Linked DNA regions of Mus musculus: regions 2 and 3 are each linked to region 1. A link is a contact called in public HiChIP or PLAC-seq and promoter capture Hi-C data. All regions are on one chromosome and are shown on one strand. Each heading gives the region's core, a stretch centred on a gene start, on an enhancer-like site or on the middle of the called end of the contact. The rest is flanking DNA. Distances are from core to core; before and after follow the strand shown. Region 1 holds the start of Rps6ka1 (ribosomal protein S6 kinase polypeptide 1). Region 2 holds the start of Med18 (mediator complex subunit 18). Region 3 holds the start of Sesn2 (sestrin 2).

Region 1 (4,767 bases), core at 660-3,159:
TCTGTGTGCATGTGTCTGCATGTATGTATGCATGTGTCTGTGTGTATGTGAGTGTATGCATGTGTGCACATGTCTGTGTGCATGTGTCTGCATGTATGTATGCATGTGTCTGTGCATGTGAGTGTATGCATGTGTGCACATGTCTGTGTGCATGTGTCTGCATGTATGTATGCATGTGTCTGTGGTACCTGTGCATGAGGATGTCTGAACATGTGCATGTGAGTGACCATGTATGTCTAGGCTACAGGTTTATCTTTTTATTGTGTGAGTCTCTCTTTGAACCTGGAACTCACCTATTTGGCTTGCCTGGCTGACCAATGAGATCCTGTGTCAGTAGCCTCCGCAGTGAGATTATAAATGCTTACTGGGAAAACAGCATCTGTTTTTATTTCTTTTTTGATTTAATTTAATTTTTGATTTTTAGACAACATCTCTATTATGCAGTCCACACTGGCCTCAAAGTCACAATCCTCTGGCCTGAATCTCCTGGATTAAATTTATTTCTATTTATTCATTTATTTATTTACTTAGTTGGGTTTTTGGGGTTTGGGGGGTTTGTTTGTTTTGTTTTGATACAGGTTCTTACTGTGTAGCCCTGGCTGGCCTAGAATTGGCTAAGTAGCCCAAGCTAGCCCTGAACAGAGATCCTCCTGCCTCTGCCTCCCTACTGCTAGGATTAGAGGCGTGAGTGACTTCTCTCCACTTAAAAATGTACTGCATTAAAATGTCTTTATCGGGGAAGGTTGTCCCTGTGCACATTTGTGGAGGTCAAAGGACTGCTTATGAGTTGGTTCTCTTCCACCACATGGGGCCTGGGGATCAGACTCAGGGAAGGCAAGCTCTTTTACCCATTGAGTCCATCCACGGACCCACCCCACACTCTTTTAAACACCAGTGTGCTCCTGACCTGCTGTGTGACTTCGGATAAATAGCTTAGGGTGTCTACTAGGATGGGGTGGAGTCTCAAAAAAAAAATCACAAGCTGCCTGAAGGTGGAGGTCGGAGATACTCAACACGACCTGGCCGGCAAAGCCTGGGTTCCATGGCCATAACCAAGCAAGGAAACGTAACAAAAAATAAATTCCCTATCAATGACGCCTGTCTTCGCTGGAGGCTTTTAATAAACGAGCCAGCTTGTCTTTCACCTGAGAGTAAGTCTCACGACACCTGGGGCCTAAAATCTCCTTAAGAGCAGGCCAAATCTTACTGGAGAGAATCCTGATCCCACCAGAACTGGATTTTGCCTTCTTTCCAGGGACTCCTGCTCAAGTCAGACCACAATCTGGTCTGCCACGGAAGAGGCGCGGACCTGGCCTGAAACCAGCGCCCTCAAGTGATAGGGCACAACAGACTAGGAAGGAGAAAAAAAAATGCGTATTAGGAAATCACCCTGGGGGCGCTGTGGGTCCTGGCGCTGGCTGGCTTGGGACCCGGGGATCACATGGAGACCCCAAAGTGTGGGCTCCCGTGATGTGCACAAGCTTTCGGAAGGGGGCGATCCTAAGGGCTTGGAGAGCTGAGAGCCAGAGGGCACAAGGCCCAGGCTCCTTCCACGCCTCAGTCGGGATCAGGCCCAGGACGTCCCATGTAAATGTGGGGTGGCAGCCCCTCCCCCTGGAGGGAGAAGGCACATCTGGGTTAACATCCCAAAGGCTGCTAGGACAGGACAACGGAGGCCCCAGCGAGGTCTGCAAAGCGGCACAAAGCCCGGGAAAACGGAACCCGCGGAGCCTCCGGTGGGCAGGGCCGACAGTGGGCTGGGGTCTCTCGTGAAGGCAAGGCTGACTCCCGGCGCGTTGGGGGCGGGGGTCCGCGCCGGGAATGCCGCGCCGTGGGGGGACTGGGCGGGGCTACTCAGGCCCCGCCCCCGCGCAGGTAGCCAATGGGCGCGGCGGCGCCGGGTGACGGAGCGAGCCGAAGTGCGAGTGCCGCGGCGGCGGCGGACGGCCCATCCAGAGCGCGAGGGGCTCAGGGGCGTGCGGGGGTCTCGGTGTAGCAGCAGGGACCCCGTGGCCCAGAGGCAGCGCTGCCCGGGGCCGCCGGGAGGAGCGCGGGCGGTCCGGCAGCGGCGCGATGCCGCTCGCCCAGCTCAAGGAGCCCTGGCCGCTCATGGAGCTGGTGCCGCTGGACCCGGAGGTGAGTGAGAGGGGCGGGGGTTGGGGGGACAGGCGGCGGCGGCCGGCCAGCCCGGATCCGCACCGGGGCGGGGCGGGGGCGGCCCGCGGCGTCTCTGCAGCCCCGCGGGGACGTGAGTGCCCTCCGGTCTCTAGCTCACTGTCCGGCTCCACCCCCTTGTGCTCCGGGTGTGCGTGTGTAGGGGATGGTTCTGCTGGGCTCTCAGTACCTCCCTGCAGTAGCCAGGAGAGGAATCTCCACGGTGTGTTGAGATCTGACACCTAGGACCCATCCCGCTTATCATCTTTTAGTAGCTGTGGGAGTTGCCCCAATCAGTGCAGAAGGGAGAAAGGCTTGGGTCAGATGTCTAGGCTTCTACTAGAGACAAGGATCATGGGAATCCGGTTTCTCACCTTAACCTCTCCCCAAGACCTCTCTTCGTTCCTCCACTTCTGACCTTAGGAAGGTAGCCCTGCTGAATCCCAGGCAGTTATGGAACGTGGGACGATACCACCTCTGGAGTTGGAGCCTGCTTTCCTTTGCCCTAAAGCTAATGACACCGGGTCTTCCTACTTCAGATTATGCTGAAGAGTGGGGAAAGTCCTTAGATCTTGTGAAGACTGTCTCTGTAGAAGAGACTCTGCCTCCGTCTTCCTCTCTCCCTCCTTCCTTTCCTGTAGAAAAAGGCTGAGCCCTTGGGCAGTATGGCTTCTGCCACCTAGCCTTTCCCAGAAGCAACTCCTGTCTTTTTTGAGGGCTTTGTGGTCCAACCCTGAGCATGCAGGAGGCCACTTCTGTGCTGTCCTGTCACCCTGGGATCAAGGTCAAGTTTTGAACCAGCAACTTTAAAACTTTCCCTGCTCTCCTGCTGCGAAGGAGGCAGGTGAAACTCTGCCTTCCTTCACTGGAGCTGTTTTGGGGTACAGGAGGCTGGGGTACAGGAGACCTCACTTGATCCCAGAACCTAGATGCTTTTTCTCCTGGCTTGAACCCCTTTACCTATGCTTGGTACCTCAGGTCAGTCACTGTGAGCCCTGTCTCTCAGGACCACGGGCAGAGAGAGGATCCACAGTGAGATCCCCAAGTCTCCAGGCACTCAGGGCATGCTGCCCCTTTAAAGGGATGGGCTACACTGGCTATTGGAGGGTGGGCGCGGCTGGATTAGGTAACCAACCTGAAGGCGCAATTTGGAGTAAATTGTTCTGGGATCCTTGCCACGGGGGTTTTACAGGCCCTACACAGGCGCTCAGAGGCTGTCTGGCTGACTCACCCTCCTAGGTGAGGAGCACTGCTCTCTGCAGCCCCTGGTGCTCCCCCCACACTCCCCAGGACTGGGGCACAAGGCCCCAGGGAAGGCTCAGAGGTGTACTCCTTGGCTTGGGCACGCCCCTGCCACCTGGGCCTCCAGAGGAAGGGAGGCCTGACCTCGGTATGGCTAGGGAGGGACTCAGCCTAGGGACTCACAGCTTTACCCTAGCGCGGAGAGTAGAGTTCTAGGAGTGCTGGCCTCCTCCAGGGCAGCACTTCCTGCTTCCCTTTGGGAAATCCTGAGGCCAGAGGCAGCCTCATGGGGGCCAGGTTAAACCGGAAACATCTTAGTTTGAATACTGTTGCACCTGAATTCAGGCGAGGGGAGACTGTCACATTTCCTGGGATGGGGGAGAGGAGTTTTTTCATTGAGTTTCACTTCAGAAATGTTGTGTGGCCCTAAGTCCATCTTCAAGCTGTCTGGGCCTCTCCTTCCAGCACCACAGATGAGTTTCTAGCTCTACTTCCTGGGCCTGACAAGGTGCAAAACCCTGGGTCCTGCTGCCTGGGTCCCCTCCCCCAGGCCATGGAGGTGCCTGTGGACTGGGTGTTATTGTTTGGGTAACCAGAGCTGTGGGGCAGTGAGGGTGTGCATGCTCACTTGAGAACAGGGCCCTGCTGTTCTTCGTGCAGATGACACGTAAGTGATACAGTGCCTAGCCTGCAGGTACTGGCGCCATTGTGGCCAGGAAGAAGGCAGGTAAGGGGGCTGGCAAGGGCATTTGGCAGAAGAGGTCTGGGATCTGAATTGCCCTGTCTTCCCATTGCTGTCACCAGAAGTGGGCTGCTGGCAGGCAGGGCCCAGGTGGACTAAACCAACTGGACGTAGGGGTGAGGATGTTACCTGGGCTTTTTTTGGTTCTGCTGAAAGCAGCAGAGCTTTGTCTCCAGCTGCTACTTATTGATGTCATGCAACTTTAAAAAAGATGACCCCCCCTCCCATTTTCAAATGGGAAGGCAGGACTCAGGGATGCTGGCGTGTGCATTAATATCAGGACTAGAACCCAGTGCTGTCACTGTTTCCCTCCAAGCAAGAGAGACTCAAAGATGAGTGTGGGGTGGGTTTCAACTGGCACAGGTGGCAGGTAGGCAGAGAGCAGCTCCGGATGTTGGCACACACTTCTCAGGCCTCAGGGCCTTTGTCCAGCCTTGGCTGAGGGCTAGCAGTGTCCTGGCACTTGGCCCCCAGGCTCCAACAGTGCAACAGGGCTGCCAGGGCTGGGCTCAGAACCCAGTTCCTGGGGCTGCTTCCTGCCTGCAGGGCACGTGCTGTCTTTCCCCATCTGTTCTGCTCCCAGCTTTTCCAGAAGCTGCTCTGGACCCTTAGGTAGAAAGCAACATGTC
Region 2 (4,767 bases), core at 1,019-3,518, 1.4 Mb after region 1:
TTAGGAGCTAGTTACTCAGTTACTCAGTATCAGTGTTAGTATGCACCTGGAGTCTTACTTGTCTAGTCCGTACTGTTGCGTGTAGATTCACAGTGTGTGCTCTCTCCCCCTCCCCATGTGTTTTGTGTGTGTGTATTTTGAGACAGAGTGTCATGGTGTAGCCCTGTTTGGCCTGGACCTCACTACTGTAGCCCACGCTAGCCTGGACCTCACAGAAATCTATCTGCCTTTGCCTCCCATGCACCACCAGGACTGGCTCTCCATGTTATTTAACATCATCAGCTAAATGAAGAGGGTGGTGGCTCACACTCACACTTGTCCTGAGCCTTGAGTTCCAGGAAAGTGTGGACTACAGTGTGCGTGCTACTGTCTCACGAGTTTTTTCATTAACCTCTTTTTTGTTTTGTTTTGTTTTTTTGTTTTTTGTTTTCTGAGACAGGGTTTCTCTGTGTAGCCCTGGCTGTCCTGGAACTTACTCCGTAGACCAGGCTGGCCTCGAACTCAGAAATCTGCCTGCCTCTGTCTCCTGAGTCCTGGGATCAAAGGCGTGCACCACCACCTCCCGGCTTCGTTAACCTCTTAAAACATTGCCTTACAGGCGTTATTAATATTATTTACAGTGCTGGGGATCAAACCTCAGGCCTGACACCCTGTACCACTGAGCTGTATAGCCCTGCATTTTTCTTAATCTTAAATACTCAACTTCTTGTTGTTGTCTGAATGTCATAAGTGATTATGTTGATATATACTGAACTAGACCATTCCATGATTACAAAGAAAGATGTATTAGAGATTAAACTGTCAAGCCATGGGAGGAGGTGGCAGAAAGAAGAACAAAGTGGCAGAGAAGCAAGCTGATTTCATGTGACAGCAAGGTGGAGCCCTGAGCTGATACAAGCTGCCCAGACTGACTGGGAACCAGGTACCCTTGCCTGAGGTAGTGACCTTTGGGGAAATGTTAAGGAGGGAGGGGTCCTGAAAGATTAAGGGTGCCTCACTCTATGTCCCTTATGTGTTTGGCATATGTACAGAGTTCAATAAGTACTTGTTGAATTTAAAATCCTTATCTATCTATCTATCTATCTATCTATCTATCTATCTATCTAATGTATATGTGTGCCTAGATATATGTGTACCATGTATGTCCTTTAGCATGGATGCCAGATGAGGGTGTCAGATCCCTTGGAACTAGAGTGGCAGGTGGTTGTGAGTCACATGATATGGGTGTTAGGGCTGAACCCAGGTCCTCTGAATAACAGCAAGTGCTCTAAACTGCTTAGCCATCTTCCCAGCCCCTAGTTATTTATTTATATTTTGTGTTATGAGTGTTTTTGCAAGTGTGTATGCATGTCTACCACACGGATGCAGTGACTGATGTAGTCAGACAAGGTAATAGAGCCCCTGGAAAGGAAATTATAAATGGTTGTTAGCCACTATGTGGGAGTTTGGGACCTCTGAGAGAGCAGCAGGGGCTATTAACTGCTCAGCCATCTCTCTAGCCCTTATTAATTAACTTATTTATTTATTTATTTATTTATTTATTTATTAAAAACCTCACAATATTGTTTAAGCGTTGAATGGCTCTGCTGGAGAGATCCTTACCACAGCTTCCCAAGGTTCTCAGATTTGAACTGTGCCTGGTCCCATGTATTTAAAGTTATGGTATGCACTGTAAATTGAACAAGTTTGCTGTTGTTTTGTATTAAACTTATGGCCTTGCACATGTCAGACAAGGCTCTAGCACTGAGCTGTTTCTCCAGACCCTTGAAAGCACACAAAATATTGTTCCTGCTGAGGTCTATATATAAATACACAACGCTGTGGTTAGCGTTTCCGATTTACAACATACCCCTTCCTTTTCTTTTTCTTTAATTTAATTTTTAACTTATTCATTTTACATCTCTTTCACTGCCAGCCCCGCCACCTCCGCCTCCCTTCTTTTTCAATGTGACTCTCCTTCCTCGCTCCCCCCAGTGGCTGAGTTCAAAATTTAAATATGGTATCCAATCGGCTTTATGAGATCTGATCAAAACATCCAGGTCGTCGAAGCTGAAAAAAAAAAAAAAAAAAAAAAAAACGTATCCTAGAGCTGTCCTATGACAGTCACCTTCCACGGTACCACTCTAGACTAGGACCCCAAAGCAACAGCAGCCCCGAACCTTGCGCGTGCGCTCTTGCACACCGGTGCCAGAAGGCGGGCGCGTTCCTTGCCCTCTCGGCACCCTTACTTTTCGGGGCGGTAGCGGAGAAGTTTCCTGTCCCTCAGCTTCCTACCGGAAGTGCTGAAGGGAGAGTTTGGCGGTTTCTCTGGCTCTGCGCTGGCGGCATTTGGGGGTGCGGATTGCGGGTGTGCACGCGTGGATTTAATTCCAGCTTTACAAGGATCTGTAGCGCGGACGGAGACGTGTTGCTAGTGTAAGTGCACACGTGTCCCGGCTGCCCGCGTGGGAGGACCGGGACAGTCACTCTAACTTCATATTTCCCGCCTGGCTCATTTGCAGAGGCGTTCTCATAAAGGCAGAACCAGTTCTAGTTACATCGCTCGTGTGCCCTGGGGCCTTTCCCTGAGTCTGCATGGCCTCCGCATAGAGTGAAGGGTGGACAAGGTCCTTAGGTCTCCCTCGGATCTTTTCTTTTGTTTTTTCTTTGAGACAGTCTCACTGTGATGCCCTAATTGGCCGGGATTTGCTATATAGACCAGTCTAGCCCGAAGCTGCAGCCGTCCTTCTAACTCTGTCCCCAAGTATTGAGATTACAGATGTTCCCCCCAACACAGCCGGTTTTTATTTCTTTATGTTTGGAAACGAGGCCTCTCAGTGTAGCCCAGTGTAGTTACCATTTTTGAATATGAATGTCGGTTTCTTTCGAGCCAGGTAGTGGGTGGGGGAGACGAGGGCTGTGGGGTTAAACACCCTTGGTCTTATTTTAAACGAGACAGTAGGTTTCGGAACAAGAGGTTACATAGCTGCCTCGAGATTACATAGAAAAACGTTTATAAGGTTCAGAACTTGATACTAGATGGCTATTCCGTATCTCCGGAGCTAGAACCCCTCTTATTCCCGAGTCACCCGTTCTTGGAACCGGCTGTATAAGCAGATGTGCAAAGTTAAGACTGAATGAGCTTTGGTTTCAAGGCCACTGCCGCAGCAAACAGGGTATGGACAAGTGTGACTTTTCCAGGTGGATCCTGTGCTTCTCCGGTTGGAAGATCTGTTTGCAGTTCTGTTGTCTTGAACCTAATTAGAGGCATCATGGAGGCGCCTCCAGTCACCATGATGCCCGTCACTGGGGGCACCATTAACATGATGGAGTACCTCCTGCAGGGTAAGTCAGCCAAGGAGCTTGTGTTACCAAGTTTTCAGTTTTTTCTGGCTAGAGCAAGTTGAGATGACTTATAGGCAACTGTAGGGTTCCTGTAACTGTGTTTAAAAGAGGGTGGGTGGGAAGATGGCTCAATGGCCAGAAACTCACTCTGTAGACCCTTCTGGCTGCAGGGGCCTGGGATTATAGATATTTACCACTATTGTCCTATTGTCTGTTCTCTCTCTCTCTCTCCCTCTCTCCCTCTCTCTCTCCCTCCCTCCCTTGCTCTTTCTTTCTTTCTTTCTTTCTTTCCTCTATTTTTGTTTGTCTCCGTATAGTTCTCGCTGTCTATAGACCAGGCTGGCCTCGAACTCAGAATTCAGAGGTCCATCTGCTCTGTCTCCCAAGTGCTTGGGATTAAAGGCACAAGCCACCACTGCATGACTTTCATTTTTTTTTTTTTTTCATCTTGAAAAATTAAAACTCAGGCCCGAGGAGAAGGCCCAGCCGTTAAAAGCACTGGCTGCTTCTTGGTTCAATTCCCAGCACCTACATGGCAGCTCACAACTGTGTGTAACTCCAGTTGCAGAGAATTTGATGCCCTAGTCTGGTCTCCATGGATTCAGGCATACAGGTAGTTCACAGATGAGCTTGCAGGCAAAACACTCCTTCTTACACATAAAATTTAAAAACAAAAAACAAGAACAAAACAAAACAAACCAAAAAAACCTCATACCGAGTCTCCCTCTCACCTCTCCACTGTGTTTCCTACCTTAGCTGCTTAGATGCCCCACATGAGTGAGGTCCCCAACTGGCTTATTTCTCCTAGCATTATATCCTTGATAAAGTCATGTCCTATGACAGAATTTATATTGTTTTTGTTGTTTGGAAGCAGTACTAAGGAGCCCAGGCTGATTAATTTTTTTCAAGTATGATTAAAATGATTCTTTTAGATTTTTAAATCTTATTTTATCTGTATGAGTGTCTTGCCTGCATGTGTGGGAGTCAGAGGTCAGACAAGTATGTCCAGTTCCCTGAAAAGGAGTCGTGGACGATTATGAGCCACCGTGTGGGTGCTGGTGGACACCGAACCCAGGTCCAGCACTCTTAGCTGCTGAGCCTCCTCTCAAACCCCCAGGCTGACCTCTAACTGGCTGGGTGTCCAGGAGCAGTGTTAACCTCTGATCTTCGGGCCTGAGCCTAACTGTGTGCATGCGCTGTGCATGCTGACTGGGCTGTGTCTGTTGTTGAGTTAGCATTGTTATTTCATAGTTCATTCATTTCGGTACGTGTCTTAGCTTTTTGTTGCTCCACGGCCTCCATTTTAAATGTGTATATGAGCACATCACAGTGCCCTCACCTCTCCTAGTACAGTTGGGCTGGGCATCTGGTCTCCTTCTCATTTTTGGTTACAAAGAAAACAGCTGATACAGGTCAGGGGACATGTGGTGGTTTTATCTTTAT
Region 3 (4,767 bases), core at 826-3,325, 1.4 Mb after region 1:
AGTCCATTAACTGGAAGGAAGGGGTAAGGCTTGTAAATGCGGTACTGAAGCTCCATGTGTTTGGTAAGCAGAGCCAGGAGGAGGTTAAAGGTGTTGAGGAGCAGGGGCAAGGTGACTTTTCAGCAGGGCTGAAGGGGGCTTCCGGAGGGAGCAGCATCTTGAAGGCTTCACTCAGGCCCCCAACAGGATGAAAGCTCTAAAGGCTCCCTGTCACTTCAAGGAGTAGAACTTGCAGAGGAGTATTGAAAAAGTTGAAGGATCATGGGTGTGACAGATAAGACTGAAGATGTAGGCTGAAACGTATCTTGGCAGGCCTTGAGGATCCACCTAGAGGTTTCACTTTATTCAGTAGCTGATGAAATAATACTGAAAAAAAAAATGTAGCCTGGCTACTGACATTATTGTTATTTCTGTTCGTGTGTCTGTGTGGTATTGGGAATAGAATCCAAGGCCTTGGGGTCCTAAGTGGACACTGTAATATTATCCTCTATCCTCATCCCACAGAGTATATGCATTTGTTTGTTTATTTGTTTTTGGTTTTTTGAGACAGGCTTCTGTGTAGCCCTGGCTGTCCTGGAACTCACTCTGTAGACCAGGTTGGCCTTGAACTCAGAAATCCACCTGCCTCTGCCTCCCAAGTGCTGGGACTAAAGGCGTGTGCCACCATGCCCGGCTGAGTCTATGTTTTTAAGGAGAAAGCTGAATCTGATATAGAGTTGTTTAGAAAAGAATTAACCCAAAGGGATATTCAGTGGCCAAGGGTATATTATTAGAAGCACGTTGTGCCAGGTGGCATAAGGTAGAAAGAAAAAAAAAAAGTCTAAATGTAGACACTGCCCTCAACAAGTTTATAATAAAAACTTTCAGATAAGACAAATACACAGAATATGACAACACAAGTTACAGTATGGAAAGTATTAAAACACAGAGAGAAAGGTCCAGCCCGAGTTTAGGGCTCTAAGGAGCATGCAGGTGAACTCCCTTCCCTACAGAAGGCATTAGACCAAGTCAGGAGATCACCTTTGGTATCATAAGCCTAAACTCAAGACTATTTCAGGCAGGAACTGAGAGGATTAATCAGCTCCAGCTCTGTCTAGGACTCCTTAACCAGAATAAAGAGAAACTTGAAACGGGAGAGGCCTGAAGAAAAACCGCGAAGGAGATGAGTAGAAGTGAATGGGTGAATCAAGGGTAAAGTGCTGAGATCTGGATGGAAGAGGTGAGTGTAGGGAAGTCATGAGAGTGAATGTCTAGAGAAAAAGAGGGCTAAAAACAGAAACTAGGAGAGCACCCACGTTTAGGGAGTGGATGGAAAAAGAGGAGTCAGAGAGGAGTGGCCAGAGGGAGAAGTGAGAAATAGATCAAGCCAAACACCTAAGTTACAAAGTTTCCATGAGTGCCTGGAGGGTGGAAGGCGGTGTGAAGGCACCCAAGGCAGGACAGAAGAGGGGAAATTGTAGCAATGAGGATTGAGATTAAATTTGAGATTGTCAAGGGTATTTCAGTGAGGGCTTTTCCAGAGACTCCACAAATAAGGTGATTTCCTTGGTTTAGTGTTTCTGAAGGTGCAGATCCCTCAGGGCCTGAGGGGACAGGGTGGTGGCTCTTGGCTTCAAATTTGTGGGTTTTGATCTATAATTAGAAGAACTGGATGTGTGTGGTTAGAACTCTCTGCAGACCTAACCAGTCCCTCCAGGAACTGGAAAGCTGAAGAACTTACTCAGAAGGGATTTCACACCTGGCTGTCTGGCCCAGCCCCGTGAAGTCCCGTTTCATCACGCAGCCCTAATGACTCCTTGGGCTGTCACTCTCATCTGGTATTGCCAGAGACCTGACTAACGCCTTCATGCAAAAGTTTGCAGCATCTGTGCGAGGCCAACTACAGCTCCCAGAGTTCCCAGGCGCTTGTCGATGCTGATTGGACGGAAGGTTGGCTCCGGAGGGAGGTGTCGGCTCCGCCTCCCCGAGAAACAGGCATCTGATTGGCTGCGCCGTGGGACTTTTGTGTCCCCGCCCTCCCCCAGGGACCGCAGCGGGCTGACAGAGCCGGGCGAGCGCTGGCAGTTCCGTGGTGGGGATGGTGAGGAGCGCCGGCTTCCCGAGCAGCGCTGGCCACTGCGGACTTCCGAGGCACTCCGGGCCGTGAAAACCTCTGCGCCGCGGCCAATCTCAGGCCTCCGAGGCCGGCCGCAGTTTTCCAAGCTGGGCTGAAAGGAGTGTCTATCGCCGTAGCGCCGGTTCTCCTAATCCCGAGAGACAGCCCGGGGATCTCGAGCTTCCCCGGCGACCCCTAGTCCCGGCCTCCTGTGCGCGCCCGACCTAGACCCCTCGGGTGTCCCAGGCGCGGACGAGCCGCGGCCGGGTCCTGGCGTACACCATGATCGTAGCGGACTCCGAGTGCCATTCCGAGATCAAGGGCTACCTGCCGTTCACCAGGGGTGGTGTGGCCGGCCCCGAGACCCGAGAGGTAAGCAACAGCCGGGCGAACCCGCTCTCCTCCAGCCACCGCCGAGCTTCGGGCAGACCCGGTCTAAGTCTGGTGCGCTCCCCCCGGGCTTAGGGTCTGAGAGCACGTAAGCTAGGGCTAGGGTTGCATCAACTGCAGCCTCCGCTCTCCCTTCCCCTCCCCACTGCCCTCTCTCTCTTTACCCTCCCCACTACCACCCTGGGAGGGAGGGGGATGCGGAGCCCTCCCTGGCTCCTTCGGACTCCTGGCCAATGAGAGGGGACGCCTTCTCGTGGCTCTTTGGGTTTGTTCTCTGCTAAAGCGAGCGTCTTCAAGTCCAGGCAAATCCCGGCCGGAGAGACCCGACCACTCCTCCTCCCCGCCCCCTTCCGCAGAATCCCTTCCTCTCGGTGGGGGCAGGCGGGCTGGGAGCTCTTTCTAGGATCGGTTTCTGGTCCTGTCGCTCAGCGAAGGGAGTAAACCACCTGGGACTGACCAGGGAAGGTCGATTCCCTTTTTCAGTCCTTACCTGCACCCCCGATCTGGAGACTGGTCCGAGTGCTTTATGGGTCTGGCTGGCGGCCTGATCCTCGGCGGCGGCAGCCTGAGAGAGCTAGGGGAGAAAGCGGATAACCCTTGGTCCCTTGATAGATTGCTTCCTATTAAATTGTTCTGGGGTCCTCAAAGTTTGTTTTGCTGTCTCCTCAGAGCGTAGAGAGACTTCACAGGGAGACAAGGTATAATGCCAGTATAAAGCCCCCGTCTCCCTCCCAGCAGTCTCGATAGTGGACATAGTCTATGTCGTGTATGGAGCACCTACTAGATGCCAGGATATAGGTTTTGTCTGACAAAGACAGCAAATACAAAACGTATTTTAACCCCATTTTACAGAATGAGAAAATTGAGGCCCGAAAGGGACAGAGAGAGGCCTAGCCCTCATTCTCTGGACTGTGTGTGACTAGGATTTTGGAGAATGCTTGGCACTGCAGAAGATACTGATCCTTTTTGATTTTCTAAGCCTAGAGCAGTGTGGAAGGTCTATTGCCGGGGCTGGAAATAGGTACAGTGGTAGTCCCAAGGTGTATGATCTTAAAACCAGCCCATGTCTGAGGAAATGTCTTGGGGGGGGGGGGTCGTTGGAGGCAGCCATCAGTCTGTTGCTTCTTCATATGGTTTAGGAATCTGTATGCAGAAAGGACACCTCGCCTCAGCCTCTTTGCTGATAACTTTTGTCTGCCTTGTGAACAATGTTGTTTTTGTTAGTGAGCGCCCCAGAGCACTGAGGGAGGTGAGGGCTGGATTCCAGTCCCACCCTTCACTTTCTCCCTGGATGGGTTATCTCAGCTGAGCGATCGCTTTTGATTGCAGTCTCTTACCGGGTATTTTGATAGTATCTCTAAAAGGTTGTTGGACATTAACTTAAAATACAAGCAAATGCATGAAGAGTGCCTGGGACATATTTACTGCGGGGGGGGGGGGGCTGGCCTTGTATTTAAAATGCTAGCTTCTGGAAGACTGACTTTAGCTGACATCTCTCCCCACCCCCCAGTGCCTCTCAAGGGGCTTCCAGAGTCTATTCTCTACTCTGGGAGGAGGAGAGCCCGCACAGCGCTCTGCCTGCTGTGCCTGTAGGAAGAAAATCTCAGGTGGTCTGTGTAGATCTTGGGTATGCCTTAGAGGAAGGCCCATCCTCTTTGAGACAGGGTCTCACTCTGTAGTTCAGGCTGGCCTTGACCTTATGACTATCTTCCTGCCTCAGCCTCCTGCCTGTTAGGATTACACATTGGATTTAAGAAAGTCACTTTGTTCTGCTCGGTGGTGGCACACGCTTTTAATCCCAGCACTTGGGAGGCAGAGGCAGGTGGATTTCTGAGTTCGAGGCCAGCCTGGTCTACAAAGTGAGTTCCAGGACAGCCAGGGCTACACAGAGAAACCCTGTCTCGAAAAACAAAAACAAGAAAAAGAAAGTCACTTTGCAGTTTCGGGGAAAGCTGATAATGTTTGCAACATTTTTTTCTACATCTTCTACTCCTCAAGAAAAGATGTCTGTTTTAAGTGGGATCCTGAGAAGATGGGGTACCGATCATCCAGACTCTAGTGCTCAAAACTCGAGGGCCAGATGGATAGTCCCCGCAATTGTTTCAGACTTTATTTCAGAGGGTCAAGGACTTCAGCTCTGTCTGTGTCCAGAAAGTTCCAAGGGTCTGACTCTTGTCTTGGGTAGTATGTTTTCAAATTCTAGAGTAACTTCCCCAAGCTTCTCTTGTCAGAAAAGCAGGTCTTCCTCCACCAGATGAGCCCCTTTGACTAATCCTGCTTTT

The links. HiChIP or PLAC-seq counts read pairs in DNA pulled down with a chosen protein or histone mark. Capture Hi-C pulls out chosen DNA fragments and counts their contacts.
Region 2: a contact with region 1 is called in an H3K27ac HiChIP or PLAC-seq map of microglia, with 5 times the contacts expected there. The contact joins the promoter of Med18 here to the promoter of Rps6ka1 in region 1. A contact is called at or near these places in 1 of 484 Hi-C or Micro-C datasets (B cells), 1 of 115 datasets of contacts at active chromatin or transcription factors (microglia) and 1 of 9 other capture datasets (embryonic stem cells).
Region 3: a contact with region 1 is called in a promoter capture Hi-C map of liver, with 2.2 times the contacts expected there. The contact joins the promoter of Sesn2 here to the promoter of Rps6ka1 in region 1.

What each region holds. Positions count from the first base shown.
Region 1 is chr4:133,884,939-133,889,705 of GRCm38.p6, reverse strand. Rps6ka1 (ribosomal protein S6 kinase polypeptide 1) reads left to right here and starts at 1,909. Exons shown (of 22, transcript NM_009097.5): 1 at 1,909-2,136. The coding sequence starts at 2,074.
Region 2 is chr4:132,461,422-132,466,188 of GRCm38.p6, reverse strand. Med18 (mediator complex subunit 18) reads left to right here and starts at 2,268. Exons shown (of 3, transcript NM_026039.3): 1 at 2,268-2,415; 2 at 3,181-3,324. The coding sequence starts at 3,252.
Region 3 is chr4:132,507,764-132,512,530 of GRCm38.p6, reverse strand. It overlaps Sesn2 (sestrin 2), which reads left to right and starts at 2,075. Exons shown (of 10, transcript NM_144907.1): 1 at 2,075-2,467. The coding sequence starts at 2,378.